Regions from separate parts of the Mus musculus genome. Here all the other regions are linked to region 3. Evidence: chromatin contacts called from public Hi-C, HiChIP or PLAC-seq and promoter capture Hi-C data. All regions are on one chromosome and are shown on one strand. Each heading gives the region's core, a stretch centred on a gene start, on an enhancer-like site or on the middle of the called end of the contact. The rest is flanking DNA. Distances are from core to core; before and after follow the strand shown. Region 1 has its middle 3.0 kb from the start of Gm2848. Region 2 holds the start of Syk (spleen tyrosine kinase). Region 3 overlaps Sema4d (sema domain, immunoglobulin domain (Ig), transmembrane domain (TM) and short cytoplasmic domain, (semaphorin) 4D). Region 4 overlaps Syk (spleen tyrosine kinase). Region 5 holds the start of Diras2 (DIRAS family, GTP-binding RAS-like 2).

Evidence for each region. Promoter capture Hi-C pulls out the DNA fragments that hold promoters and counts their contacts. A called contact is a pair of places that touch in the nucleus more often than the background predicts. HiChIP or PLAC-seq counts read pairs in DNA pulled down with a chosen protein or histone mark.
Region 1: an H3K27ac HiChIP or PLAC-seq map of bone marrow-derived dendritic cells shows a contact between it and region 3, with 5 times the contacts expected there. The contact joins two enhancer-like sites. A contact is called at or near these places in 13 of 39 promoter capture datasets (the 3T3-L1 cell line, 3T3-L1-derived adipocytes, the C10 cell line and 7 more), 2 of 484 Hi-C or Micro-C datasets (B cells and bone marrow-derived macrophages), 9 of 115 datasets of contacts at active chromatin or transcription factors (astrocytes, bone marrow-derived dendritic cells, bone marrow-derived macrophages and 4 more) and 4 of 9 other capture datasets (adipose tissue, bone marrow-derived macrophages, embryonic stem cells and 1 more).
Region 2: a Hi-C map of bone marrow-derived macrophages shows a contact between it and region 3, with 12 read pairs. The contact joins the promoter of Syk here to the enhancer-like site in region 3. A contact is called at or near these places in 13 of 39 promoter capture datasets (the 3T3-L1 cell line, 3T3-L1-derived adipocytes, the C10 cell line and 7 more), 2 of 484 Hi-C or Micro-C datasets (B cells and bone marrow-derived macrophages), 8 of 115 datasets of contacts at active chromatin or transcription factors (bone marrow-derived dendritic cells, bone marrow-derived macrophages, embryonic stem cells and 4 more) and 5 of 9 other capture datasets (adipose tissue, bone marrow-derived macrophages, embryonic stem cells and 2 more).
Region 4: an H3K4me3 HiChIP or PLAC-seq map of bone marrow-derived macrophages shows a contact between it and region 3, with 4 times the contacts expected there. The contact joins two enhancer-like sites. A contact is called at or near these places in 3 of 115 datasets of contacts at active chromatin or transcription factors (bone marrow-derived macrophages and large pre-B cells) and 2 of 9 other capture datasets (bone marrow-derived macrophages and embryonic stem cells).
Region 5: a promoter capture Hi-C map of pre-B cells shows a contact between it and region 3, with 3 times the contacts expected there. The contact joins the promoter of Diras2 here to the enhancer-like site in region 3. A contact is called at or near these places in 4 of 39 promoter capture datasets (embryonic stem cells, liver and pre-B cells), 1 of 15 datasets of contacts at CTCF or cohesin (large pre-B cells), 1 of 115 datasets of contacts at active chromatin or transcription factors (pro-B cells) and 1 of 9 other capture datasets (liver).

Annotation. Positions count from the first base shown.
Region 1 is chr13:52,574,831-52,577,530 of GRCm38.p6, forward strand. No RefSeq gene overlaps it. Among named protein-coding and RNA genes, the nearest start is that of Gm2848, 3.0 kb to the left of the region's middle. Within about 2 kb of position 1,406, at least 34 of the 459 cell types and tissues checked have an H3K27ac peak or open chromatin away from gene starts, as enhancers often do. A contact at or near this core is called in the HPC-7 cell line, adipose tissue and bone marrow-derived dendritic cells, where this site is marked.
Region 2 is chr13:52,595,558-52,598,257 of GRCm38.p6, forward strand. Syk (spleen tyrosine kinase) reads left to right here and starts at 1,325. Exons shown (of 14, transcript NM_011518.2): 1 at 1,325-1,497.
Region 3 is chr13:51,733,397-51,736,103 of GRCm38.p6, forward strand. The region is part of intron 2 of Sema4d (sema domain, immunoglobulin domain (Ig), transmembrane domain (TM) and short cytoplasmic domain, (semaphorin) 4D); the gene reads right to left. Among named protein-coding and RNA genes, the nearest start is that of Sema4d, 59 kb to the right of the region's middle. Within about 2 kb of position 1,340, at least 79 of the 459 cell types and tissues checked have an H3K27ac peak or open chromatin away from gene starts, as enhancers often do. A contact at or near this core is called in B cells, the HPC-7 cell line, adipose tissue and 7 more, where this site is marked.
Region 4 is chr13:52,618,277-52,620,988 of GRCm38.p6, forward strand. Syk (spleen tyrosine kinase) reads left to right here. Exons shown (of 14, transcript NM_011518.2): 4 at 2,525-2,663. Among named protein-coding and RNA genes, the nearest start is that of Syk, 23 kb to the left of the region's middle. Within about 2 kb of position 1,440, at least 28 of the 459 cell types and tissues checked have an H3K27ac peak or open chromatin away from gene starts, as enhancers often do. A contact at or near this core is called in bone marrow-derived macrophages, where this site is marked.
Region 5 is chr13:52,529,444-52,532,143 of GRCm38.p6, forward strand. It overlaps Diras2 (DIRAS family, GTP-binding RAS-like 2), which reads right to left and starts at 1,393. Exons shown (of 2, transcript NM_001024474.2): 1 at 977-1,393.

The DNA.
Region 1 (2,700 bases), core at 156-2,655, 840 kb after region 3:
AGAATTAACAATTAACAGCACCCATAAAACATAATTTTAATATCCTTCTGTCAGAGATGGAGGGATTGCTTCCTAGATAAAATGCTCGCAATCAAATCGTAAGGACCTGAGCTCACAGTAACAGAACCAAAAATAGGGTGAAGAACCATCAAGGAAGGCACCCAGTGTTGGCCTCTGCATAAATTCATATACACACACACAAGTGCATGCACACAGTCAATATTTTAAAGCAATATCTAAGCAGGAGTTCATAGGAACATAATCTTTTAGTGTGCATTGCAAAAACGTAACACAGCTTCCTATAAAACTATAAGAACGATCACAATCACTCAATATCATCTTGTTTCTCTCCCTGTACAAATGCCCTCCCTGCTCAAAACCATTTTTCCCCTCATTTTATGTGTATAGGTGCTTAGCCTGTATGTCTGTGCATCACGTGTATGCAGTGCCTATAGAGAGCAGAAGAGGGCATCCGAACCCTTGAAACTGGAGTGACTGAAAGTTGTGAGCTCCAGGTGGGTTCTGGGAACTGAATCCAGGTCCTCTGGAGAGTAGCCAGTGCTCTTAACCTCCAAGCTGCCTCTCCAAGGCCCCGGCAAAGATTTTCTTTTTCTAGCAAGCCATTTGTTTGTGAGTCATATCCCTGTTCCTGATTTTTCTCTGGTATACAATGGGGGCGATGCCCAGATAGAGAAAGGTGATGCAGAGGCAAAGGTGAAGGAGAAATAAGAGCAATGGTGTGCTAGGGCAAGGGAGAAGGGGAGGAGGGGCTCATAATCCCCAGGGAGTAGATGAAAGGTCACATGTGGGGAGAACCGAAACCTGGAAGAGTCTCACGCTCCTCCCTAGATAGCACAAAAAAGGAAGGAATAGTTGCTGAAGGAGGAAATTCCGAGCAAGCATTGGAACTGCAGAGGAGACGTCAGACTGTCCAGCAGCCTGCAAAGCTGTGCAGAGAGCTCCCCCAAAGCTCACCTGCCAGCTAGCGTGGACTGCACCACCCAGTAGCAGATACATGAAAGACTCTGCCTAAAAACAAAGATGAAGGTGAGAGCCAAGTCCCCAAAGTTACCCATGATTTCCACACTCACACCATGGCATGCATGCACCTGCACACATGTGTGTACATACATGTGTGCACATACACACGTACACGCATGCACACATGGAGAGAGAGAAAGAGAGTAGGAGGTGCAGGGTAGATCCTATACTAAAAACACATGACACTAAATTCTGGGATAAGGGCAGTAAGATTGTCCCAAAGCATCATGAGAAACACCCTCCCATTTTAATCATAGGGAGAACAGAGAAAGCAATACAAAGAGAAGCATTGCATGAGGTGTAGCTAGGCGTCAGCAGCTCCCATGGAAAGCAGAAGTGTGAGAGGGTCATGATCAGGACAGATGCTCCCCCGACCCTTGTCTGGAAATCCCAGCCTGTTCATCTCACTCAACCCCTGAGAGAACAGCTAAGAGTCTGCAGCTTATCCCTGCCCTTATCGTTTCTAACTACAGGAGAGCAAAACAGTAGCTGTTCGGATGTGTGTAGAGAAAGCTGTGTCAGCTGTCACATGTGCTGAGGCTCCGGTGTCACTTGTCCTGAGGCTCGTGTGCTGGGAGCTCAGTCCTCACTCAGTGTAGCGTTGACTTGATGCAGCTTTGTAGGTGTGGATCTTAGTGGGGAGTAGGCAGGTCATTAGGAAGCCACCATCAGAAGGGATTAATGCAGATCTCCTAGGACTGTGTTAGTTCTTTTGAGCAAAGTATTGTAGAAAGGACAAACCTGGCTTCACACATCTCTCTGGGATCCTGTCTCTCTGCCTCTTTTGGGAATACACTGCCACAGGGTCTTTGTCCGAGGCTGGACCAGTGGGACTTTCAGTCTCCAAAAATATGAAAAGATACAGTTTTCGTGGGGCGTAGTAGTGCACCCCAACAGTCTCAGCAGGAGGACTGAGGCAGGGAGACAAGGAATTTGAGGTCAGGTTGTCTCAAAACCAACAACTAAATAAGCCTTCCACAGTCTTTCCAGCCTTAGGCATTTGGTTACATGGACAGAAAAGAGAACAAAATAGCAACTTGTAAGAAGTTAGACAGAGAAGGAGACCGGTTATTCCCGGATTTCTTCAAAGCAACACGTAATGCTTCCAAGTCAGAACAAGGAATTCAACCAGTCCTGGGCAAGAGGCAGGAGGCAGGAAGCAGAGCGCGAGCCTGTGTGGTCGTGCCATTCCCCGCAGATGGTGACACAGACCACCCTGAAACTTGAGACGACTGTCCGGTTTCATAGGTGGGCCACTGGTCGGAACAAATAAAGGAATTAGAAATGGGAATACAGTAAGAGGGAGAGGGAGAGGGCTGGCTGCCCAGGAGAGGGTGTTCTTTTTTTGGACAAAGGAAAAAAATTGAGCACACAGAGACAAAGGAAGTAAGGACCCAGAAGGGGTGACAAGCAGGCATTTGCTGAAGCCGGGAGCACCCTTCCAGCAAGTATGATCCCCAGAACTGGCAGAGCAGTGACCTGTGGTCTGGGCTGATCTTTTACAGGGCTCTCTACTTCAGTCTCTTGTGACCCCTCTTTCTTTCCCGCTTCCCCCTGCTTCTCTCCCATTCAGTCATCCCTTCCTTTGGACAGTCCTTGGCCCAGGAAGATAACCACAGTGAGTAAGGAGGCACCCAAGCTGCAGAGGGAGGCTGCGGT
Region 2 (2,700 bases), core at 75-2,574, 860 kb after region 3:
CTGTGAGTTGATAAAAGTCTCAAAAGAACTCTTAAAATATTTTACCTAGCATACAGATGAGAATTCAAGGCCCTGGAGGATTAGCTCAACAACCGGGTGCACTTGTTGTTCTTGCAGAGGACCCGTGTTCAATTCCCAGCACCCCACTGACAGCTCACACTGTCTGTAACTCCATTCTCAAGGTATCGGCTGTCCTCTTCTGACAACCATAGGTACTAAGCACATGCATGATACACATACACATATGTAGGCAAAATGCTCATATACATAAAATAATGATATTTTTTAAAAAATAAAATATGCTATACCAACATTTTTCAAATGATGCTAAAAGTAGTGCTTAGAAAGAAATCCCGAACACTAGGCCCACTGCTATAACAAAATCCTTGAGACTGAGTGCTTTATAAAGAAAGGGAGTTTAGTTTGGCTCGCAGTTTAGGGCTTAAAAGCCCAAGTTCAGGCTGCCACGTCAGGTGAGCCCCTTACATGGCATGACATCCTGGCAGATGGCACCACATGGTGGAAGGCTGTGATGAATCATGGTTGTGGATGGGACCAAATTGGTGGGATGACCTTGCTTGATAACAATTCACTGTCAAAGTAACTAACTCAGTTCACTGAGACTTAACTTAGTCCTCTGAGATAGCCATTAGTCTTTTCCAAGGCTGGTGCCTCAGTGAACTCGCTCCCTTGTACCTCAGAACCCACCTCTCAAAGGTTATGACACTCGAATGTGCCACACCTTAGCCAAGCTCCCAGCACATGAACCCTGGAGCGGCATACCCAAACCCCGATGATGTAGAAGATAAAGAGAGCTGTGTCAACTCAGTCACCTATAGTTTTAGGCAAGGATGTGCTCTCACTATAGGAAATTAAGTTTTATAAGAATTATCAAGAATTACAGTACATTAAGCCTAGGCCACGATGGTCAAAGGAGGTAACATGGTAAACTCTGAAGCCAAAAATAGGAAACTAAACAAAAATGAAGAAAACCTACTTGGAGCCTTTAAAATGATCAACAGAATTAGTAAATCGTCAAACATGATATACAGTAATATAATGAGAAGAAAAATTGACATACCCTAAGCTTGGCACACAGTTTTAGCCAGGTTGTGTAGCTTAGGTCTAAGAATCAGCGTGACAATCCTGGTCAAGAATCGCCAAGATCCTCCTCCACTGGCAGGTGTTTGTTTGGGATCCCTGCCTTCTGACTGTAACTTCATTTTGACTATGAAATTATCAAGCACCACCCCCCCCCAACACACACACACCCTCTTACTTCTGCTTTCTGGCTTGTCTTGCTTGCTGACACTTTGAGGAAAAGCCACTTCCCTAGTTACAGACACCACTTAACAGCAGGAAACCTCCACTTGCTCTCCTCTGCCTTCTCTCCATTGCAGCCATTCCCATTTTCAAGACTGCCAGTCTGGTCCTTTCAACGTTCCATGCTGCCTGGTGCCCGGGAGCCCAGGCCTTCTGTGACTCCAGGACAGGAAGGTAAGTCAGATCTGTAGCAATCAATAATGGCGACCTCATGGCTCTCTGCACCATGGGTGGGCATTAGAGAGCACGCCAGTATCCGAGTATGTGCTTTCCTGGCCGATACCGTCCCCTGGGCTACATCATGCCCTGGCTGACATTCGTTCATCTTGAGCTATGGAGTTGATAATTACTGCAGTTCTCACATGGCAGAGACATCTTTCTTCCCTGAGCACATAGCCGGTACTTTCTTTAAGCACTGGGGTTAATTCGTGTCTTTAGATACAGCTGTGAAGTCTCGGGAGTAACTCCACTGTAATTTCCTGGAATATTTCATAGTCAGGAATTTCAGAGAAACCAAGATTTCCTTGAGCAGGTGTGACAGGTCCTTTGTGTCGAATGTGGGTCATTTGGTTTCTCTAGAGGCCTTGAGGACCCTGTACATATTGTCCTTGTGAGGTGGGCAGATGGGGAAGTAAAAATAGAGCCTAGACAGCAGCAGCTTCAGCCAGGCCCCCACGGCCTACTGAAATGGAGTTTGTTGGGCACAGCGTTCACTGTGGCCTCAACCCCAGCCACCCAGCTGGGATTCCCTGGGATGGGACTTGGGGTGGGAACCAGAAGAATACTGTCACTTGGCTCTCCACCTATCCTGAGTACTTTGTCCCAAGATGATGGCAGGAAAAATCAGGAGACAGTCTTATCAGGAAATGTCTGCAACTTGGTCGGTTGTTGGTATTTTATGTGTGAGTGTATTTGTGTATATGTACATAGCTGTACATATGGTGTCTGTGTGGTGGAGAGAGAGATGTATATGTATATATGTATGGTGTATGTGTGTGTTGTGTGTATATACACCTGTATGTATGTATGTATGTATGTATGTATGTATGTATGGTGTGTATATATGTGTATATATATATATCTTGATGCGTATGTGTGTGGTGTGTGTGTGTTGTATGCATATATGTATATACCTTTATGTGTATGTGTGTATGGTGTGTGTGTGTGGTATATATATATATATATATATATATATCTTTATGTATATGTGTGTGTGGTATACATATGTATGTGTATATACCTTTATGTGTATGTATTGTGGTGTATGTTGTACTTATATATGTGTATATACCTTTATGTGTGGTGTATGTGTATGTGTGTGTGTGATATATACATATACATATACATATACATATACATATACATATACATATACAT
Region 3 (2,707 bases), core at 90-2,589:
AGGAGGAAGAGGAGGAGGAGGAGGAAGAGGAGGAGGAGGAGGAGGAGGAGGAGAAGGAGAAGGAGAAGGAGAAGGAGAAGGAGAAGGAGAAGGAGAAGGAGAAGGAGAAGGAGAAGGAGAAGAAACAAGCTGATACTCAGAACCTCAGCGCCAACTGCAGACTTCTTCAGGAATAATGAGGCCTTGGCTACTGAGATGACGCAGGCCACTCTGCAAGCTTAAGGACTTGGGTCACAATCCTTGGTACCCATGATGGAGAGAGAGAACCAACTCTGAAAGTTATGCTCTAATCTCCACAGGTAAGCCATTGCATGCACATGACTGGACTCACACATACAAGGCCCCTGCCCAAATTACACCCAGATAGCCATGGAAACTGAATGTGTATAACTGGCTCGCACATTCCCAATAGGGCCCTACTCCTTTACCACAGCCTTGGCAGGCTGTGAGAAGAAGCAGAGGGAAGAGGAGTTTTATACTTATTCTGGTTCCTTCTCTTAGCTTTGTCCAACTAAAATGCATCCCAAATCCCGTGTAGAGAGCCATCTCTCAAGTGCTATGCCTCACTGCAGGAAGGTGTAGTACGGCTGGCATGGTCCACACCAAGTTCATGAGAGGAAGTGCTGGTCATCATACAGATACACACCCACAGGGACACAAGTGGCACAGGACACACAATCACACACAGTTAAGCACGGTGATGTAGGACACACAGGCATATAGACAACTTATCACACAGATGTAGAGCCATGAACACACAGGTACACACACACACACACATACACACAGGGACATGATGGACACATGCTATGCTATACCCCTAAAGAGTAGAGCAAGCACACGTGAGGTGCACACAGAACCATCATACCATTAGCAGCCATCACTTGGGAGGGATGGGAGTTGGAGGAGGACATGGAGACAGGGAAGGGAAGACCATCTAGGAACCTCACTGTCTAGCATCAAAGCCTGGTGCCGCCCTGAGGGACAGCAGTCTTGGCTCCAATGAAGATATAGGAACAAGATACCTGACAGTCCACCAGACCCAATGGAGGCTTCTACAAGGTATCGCTTACCGACCTGGACATAGAAATCATACACGGAATGATTTACCTGTGCCGTGAGTCTCTGGGGTTGTTCCTGGCACCTTTAGAATGGAAGCTTCAGGAAGACATCTCTGAAAGTAATGAGAGACTAAGAGTCAAGCCCCTGGGTCCTCCACCCTCACGGGGCGCTTGGGTTTCAGACAGGCACTAAATACAAACTCCTTAGGGCCCCAAGCAGATGACCTCTCTATCCAGTTCCTGCGGGGCTTGTTCACTGCACCAGAAGTGAGGTGCTGGGCAGCCAGCAAAGGGGAAGCCTGGGTCAGCTGGTGCGCTTGCTTGCTCACCTCACCACAGACACCACAAATAACCACTTCTCTTTTCTTTCCTTCTCCTTTAAAAAAAAAAAAAAATCAGGCCAGAGAGGTGGCTTGGAGAGGTTTAGAGCACTGGCTACTACTACTGGCTGTTTTTCCAGAAGACCTGAGTTCAATTCCTAGTACCCACAGGGTGGCTCACCACTGTCTATAGCTCAAGATCTGACAACCTCACATAGACATATATACAGGCAAAACACCAATTCACATTAAAATATAAACAAACAAACAGACAGACAAATAAAAGCAATTTTGGTCAGGCTAAGTAGTCCGTACGAGCTTCAAACTCGATATCCTCCTGCCTCAGTCTTCCCAGTGCTGGAGATTTCAGGTGTGTGTCGCCACACTCAGCCACCACAGCCATGTCTAAGCATACTGCCCCATCGCAGAGAGCAGAGTCCATACATTAGAAAACTTATCACTAGGCTCAGTTAGAAAGCTTGCCTGGCATGCAAAAGGCCCTGGGACCTATCCTCAGCACCGCATAAACTGGGCACGGTGGTGTGAGCCTGTAATCCCAGCCCTCCATCCAGAATTCAAGATCATCTGTGGCTGCAGAGTGGATTCAAGACCAGCCTGGACTACATGAGAACCAGCCACAAAAACGAAACCAGTCTAACCAAGTCGTATTATTCTTTTCAGATGTTTAAAAAAGTAAATAAGACTTTATTTATTGCATATGTCCATGTGTGGGCACATTCACATTACAGCACATGTGGAAGTCCAAGGGCAACTTGTAGGAGCAGGTTCTCTCCTACCTTGTGGGACCCGGGGATCCAATTCAGGTCATTGAGATGGGCAGCAAGCTCCTTTTGCTGGCCAAGCCAGTTCATCAGTCCTAATTTCAGATCTGTGCCCCCTTCATCTTCCCAAGGAAACCAAGGGAAACCCACAGACAACATAGTCATAAGAATTAAATGGGTGCTCATCCCGAGTCTTGGTTGATTTTAGGTAGTTAGTTCTGAGACAGAACGTGGAGGCTGGTTCACACCGGATCAGCAGTCCTCCTCTAAGGTCTACCTCAGCCCCTCTCTTATCTCTTGCGATCAATTTTTGTTTGTTTTTTGAGACAGGGTTTCTCTGTATAGCCCTGGCTGTCCTGGAACTCACTCTGTAGACCAGGCTGGCCTCGAACTCTGAAATCTGCCTGCCCCTGCCTCCCAAGTGCTGGGATTAAAGGTGTGCGCCACCACAGTCCAGATTGCAGTCGTTTTAAAGCTAAACAGAAACAAGTACCCACTGTGGAGTAGGGCCAGGCATCTGTATGTACCCATCAGCATCTGGGAC
Region 4 (2,712 bases), core at 190-2,689, 880 kb after region 3:
AAGGCTACTGTGCATTCTTAGCTCTGAGCAATGATCATTTTCCCACCTATTATTCCCCTCTCTCTTCACCTCTCTTTCCTTCCCCTCCTCTTCCCCCGCCCATCTTCCATCCTCTCTCCTCCTGCCCATTCAGACATTTTCCCTCCCCTTTCAACTCTGACCCCATCACAGATGCCCCTGGACGATAGCCACAGAGACTGAGTGGTACTCAGGCTGGAGTGAACCTGCTGTCCTGCTCTCTCTGTATCAGATGCAGACCGCATCCCTAGAGTTTTACACACCGAAGCCTTCAGTATCTCATTATCTCCCAGGCCCTCCACTCACTGCCTGGTCTCACCACCACCCACACATTCTTTTACCCTGGAGGGCACACAAAGGTAGAGAAGAGGGTTAAGCCCTTCCAGCAAAAGTCACACCCTCCTCTCTCACATCTATGAGGGGCAAGTTCAAGGTCTGTCTGCCGAGCATGCACGTACATACACATACACATTTCCTCCTACTACTTACCGAACTTCCCTCTCCTTACCGCTCCTCTTACCCTCCCCCTTACCCTCCCTCTCCTCCTCCTCTCTCTCTCCCCTTACCTTCCCACTTCCCCTTCTTCCCCCTCCTTTCTTTCTCTCTCTCTCTCTCTCTCTCTCTCTCTCTCTCTCTCTCTCTCTCTCTCTCTCTCTCTGTATTCTATGCCTACTTATGTGTGTTGATGTGCATGCCCATGCATGCAAATGCAGATGCCCAAGGAAGATTTCCAGAATCTTCCTCTATCACTTCCCACTTATTCTTCTGAAACAGGGTCTCTCTCTGAGCAGAGGCTCACTGCCTCAGCTGGGCTGGTCAGCCTGGGAGCTCATAGCATTTGTCTCTCTCCAACCTCCGTCGCTGGGCTTACAGGCACATGTGAAGATGTCCAGCCTGATTTACCGCAAGTGTTCTCACCCACTGAACCATATCCCAGCCCCTTACACGTGTGTGTGTGTGTGTGTGTGTGTGTGTTTTCACACATTGTCCTTTCTGCAAGCCAGCACACATTGTGAATGGTTTCCCTAGAAAACAGGCTCAACCCTTTATTCATATATGGTGTTTTATTGTGTGACTGGGCGTTACCCAATGACCAACCAGGCTTTTATCAGCCACATAGTCATCCCAAAGGAGTTGGCACCTCAGGGTGCTCGTGACTGACTGTAGGAGGGAGGAGGTGTTTCCACAGTGGTGAAATTTCAAAACACAAATCTACGATGGCGGAGAAGGGTCTTTCACCCTTCACCAGCTTCTCTGAGCTTCAAGCAGGGGCCTGGAGGGAGCCCTGGCCACTCTGCCAGGCAAGCGCCATTTCAAAAGAAATCATTCGTAAAGTTGCAACCTCCTCCTACTTTGAGGAGATGGGTATGGCAGGAGAAAGGGAAGTGAGGTCACTTCCGGTCCCAAGGCCCAGCTCAGCCTGGACTGTGGCTGTGGCCTTGATGTTGTGTGCTTGGAGAAAGCTGTACAAACCACCCCAGTTTACAGACACCCTTCTCCAGGCTGCTGGGACTTGATTGAGCTCTTCCCAAGTCCAGTGCATTTATGCTGGATGCTCTGAAAATTCATCTTCCTTCCTTTAGCAAATGCAGAGGCCACAGAGGCCTCAGGGACTCCCAGACCGCAGATGTCCCACGGACTCGCCCTTCCCCAGATCTCATGATTAGAACGCATGAGTTGCTGGAAAGGCGGCGAATAGCATGGCCTCAGAGGAATGAGGCTCTGAACTGGGAGAGTCACACCTCCTATTGCCATGCCAGCCAGATCTCACCTTCTCCGGGGCCTTCCTAAGTACTGATTCCTCCTATGATGTCAGGACTGCCTTGTGCCTGTGTCTCGAGGTTCAAGGGTGCACCTGTATGTTGTCACTCGCCATGGGGGCCTGAAGTCCTACATGTAGCTCCTGGTACCAGTGGAACAATGAAGTCTCATTCACCTACAGACGCCTCAGGCCTTGGGCTGTCTCTGTTGGCTCATGCCACGTGGCTATCATTCCCGTCTCAGGTGGGGGATGCTACCTGCTAATGTCAAACAATGTCTTAAACCCGGCCTTGGCACTGAAGAGAAAGGGAAGAAGACCATAGGAGTAGAAGAGTTCATAACCTCCTTTGTGTGCTCCAGAAAGTTCTGTTAACAAGCTCATTAGACTCCTCACCTGTCCTTCACCTGAGTCTAGGGGCTTCACAGACACCCCAAAGCCTGTGCCTGTGGCCCTGAGCCACACCCCCCCAAGCTCTTTCACTGATCTCCAAAGCGCCATGGCCCTGCTGGATCTTTGCCATAGTCCATCTCCAACCCTTGGCGTTTCCCTCTGGCTAACTCGCTGGCTCTGGTACAGAGCCCTCCTGTCATCTCGAGGTCTGGGTGCTGCGTGCCCACCACCTGCCCATTTGCTGGTGCTGGAGAGCACCTGCTGCCCACCAGGGCCACCAACTGTAGTGACGGTACTGCTTCCTAGGTCAAAAGGTCGCAGTAGGGGTAATATGGTGTGTGCTCTCTCTCGCAGGATCAGGGCCAGAGACAACAGCGGCTCCTATGCTCTGTGCCTGCTGCACGAAGGGAAAGTATTGCACTACCGCATTGACAGGGACAAGACCGGGAAGCTCTCCATTCCTGAGGGGAAGAAGTTTGACACCCTCTGGCAGGTATGTCTCTGTCTCTCTGTCTCTCTCTCTCTGGACTCACTTCTGTGTG
Region 5 (2,700 bases), core at 143-2,642, 800 kb after region 3:
ATCTAAAATACTTCAGCTTTTTTGCTGTTACTTAGAAAATAGTCATTTAAAATAATATTTTATGGGTTTTTTTTTCTTTTAAGCAAATCACAAAACTTCTGCTAGTATAAACTAGTATGCACGGGGGCCCGATTAAAAGCTAACAAGAACCAAAATGTGAAATGAATTCCTAAACAAGGCTGGCTGGGCACGGATTCCTCCACCCAAGTTATACTGTGTTCCACCTTTGAAGGCATGGAACAACCGAGATGTGTGGTGTCCAGTTCCAAAGATCCCCCAACCCCAAAGAATATGAACTGGGACATGGAATCGCAAAGCAGGGTGGGGAAGTCCAACCCTTGGGCAGCCAGCTGTCATTGTCCTCTGATGGAGACCCACGTTCTTCTGCCTGGACTAGATGCTGAGACTTGCCTGAGCTCCCACCGGGAGAAGAAGGGGAGTCCCGTGGATATCCCAAGCCTGGTCTTTAAAATAGGAAATGAGACATTGGGGCGGGTCCCTTTCCAGAGCGTTAAGTCTAGAGGTTGGGATCCAAACATCAGGAATCCCCTAGCCATTTCTTCTTGGCTCTGAATGTTTCTTTCTCTAGCTGTACCTCTTTAGGAGACTTTTCCTAAATCGATGGAATCTTCCGCATTCATTAGAATACCTGCAGTCAAAGAATTTCCCCAACCGCAACTCCTGTTAGGACGGGATCCCTAATCTTGGGTAAGACCCTGAGGTTTTGCCCCTTCAAAGCAATGTTAGGTGTTCAGTCTAACGTTCTCCCAACTGAGCTATGGCTTCGTCCTCGCCCTCCCCTCCTGGAAGGATGCAGGATGAGGCTGGCTGGTCCCCCTCTCCAAGTCCTGGGATACATACTGATCTTCAGCCCCAGAGAGTAATCCTGCTCCTCTGGCTCCCAGGACTGGCCAAAAGCGCCGGGCACCCGCGAGCTGTATCCAGCTCCAGCCGAGAGCCGTGGTGGCTTGCTTACCTGGGGAGAGCCGGCTCAGAGCCGCAGGTCTCCAGGCGCAGCTCCGGGACCCGCTGCGCGCAGCGCGATGCGGTGGCTGCTGAGGCGGAGTGCGCGCTGCTCCCGCCTGATGACGCTGTCAGCTGCCCTGCGCCCCGCACCGCCCTGTGCACCGCACCCCCAGTGCAATGTCCAGAGCCCTGCACCTCCAGTGCAACGCCCAATGCAACGTCCTGCCCCCTGTGCTGCCCCTCTCTGTCTGCCCCTCTCTGCCTTATGCACCCGCCCGAGCTCTCTGCACAGCCTTACAACCTCCAGCACCGCTCCCTGCACCGCCCGCACGCGCGCCTGGCCCTGTGCAGTCCTCCCACGCGGTGCTCTCTGGCTCTAGCCTCCCGGCCTCCGGCTCCACCCTCCTCAAGCTCCTGCAAGCACAGTGGTTGCTCGTTGCGGTGGCCTGCTTTTCACCGGGAGCCTTCAGCTGCCCTCTACCGAAAGCTTCTGGAATAGATGACAAGAGACTAGAATTTTCTGAAAATTAAATGAATCAAAAATCATTCCGTTGAAAGGACAGTGGATTCCTGTGTTTAAAACTATGCTCCTACCCTAGTGTACTTAATCACTGCTTACCACGCAATAAGACTTGGTCACTGGGCAAGGTTTCTGTTCCTGTAGCTGTGACAAAAACAAGCTAAGGAAAACTGGGTTTGCTCTGGCTCATAGTTCAGAGTAAAAAAGCAAAGCAGGAAAAAAAAAATCTTGAAATGGCTGATCACATCGCATCGGTAATCAGAACTTAGACGACTGTGGAAGCACGCTGCTACCGAGATCAATTTGTATAGTCCAGGATCCTGTACCCAGGAATGGTCTAGCCCACAGTCAAGACCGGCCTTTGCACAACACTTAAGTAATCAAGATAATCTCTCCTCCCACAAGCCTGAGGCCCGTCTCCAGGTGACTCTAGATTCTGTCAAGTCGACAATAGTAGTCACATGTGCTAAATCACAAGACAGCCTGTCACTTAGAGGTGCCAAGAAATTCCCTGCCTGAAAGGCAACCATACTACAAGAATTCAAGCGTTTTAACAGGACAGGGCTCTGACATCACCTCTTTGGGTAAGCTTGGGGGACCACGCTGCTCAGCAGCTTTTCATGACCATTTCAAAGAATTAACAGAGAGAGAGAGAGAGAGAGAGAGAGAGAGAGAGAGAGAGAGAGAGAGAGAGAGAGAGAGAGAGAGAGAGAGAGAATATGCTGTACTGACATTTTGTAAGCGCTGGACAGGAACATCTACCTATATCATACTTGCACTCTATGGCTGGAGGAAACTCTTTTTTTCTTTTTTTATCCTTATCTTTGTCCTTTGGTGATGTGGTAAAAGAATTACAAAATGGGGCCTGTATCTTCTAAATTAGGCTTAGCTTACAGATTCTGTAAGCTATAATATAGTCACTTTTCTGTTTGGGTAAGTTCTGGAGTCCTGTAATTTCAGAGGATATAATCCTTTGAAGTTGGTTTGCAAAGCAAATCTCTGCCCTGCTATTCACAGGAAACATGTTTGTTTGTTTGTTTGTTTGTTTTGAAATCTTACCTAAGATATGCTTTCACTATTTACAGTTAAGATAACATCTTTGTTCCTTAGTTCAGCTTGACTCTGGCCTTAGTGCTATGGCTACTAAAATAAGAAGGGAGTAGACCATTTTTAACAAGGCCATTTGAGAGTGGCCTTCACAAATGTAGCCCTAC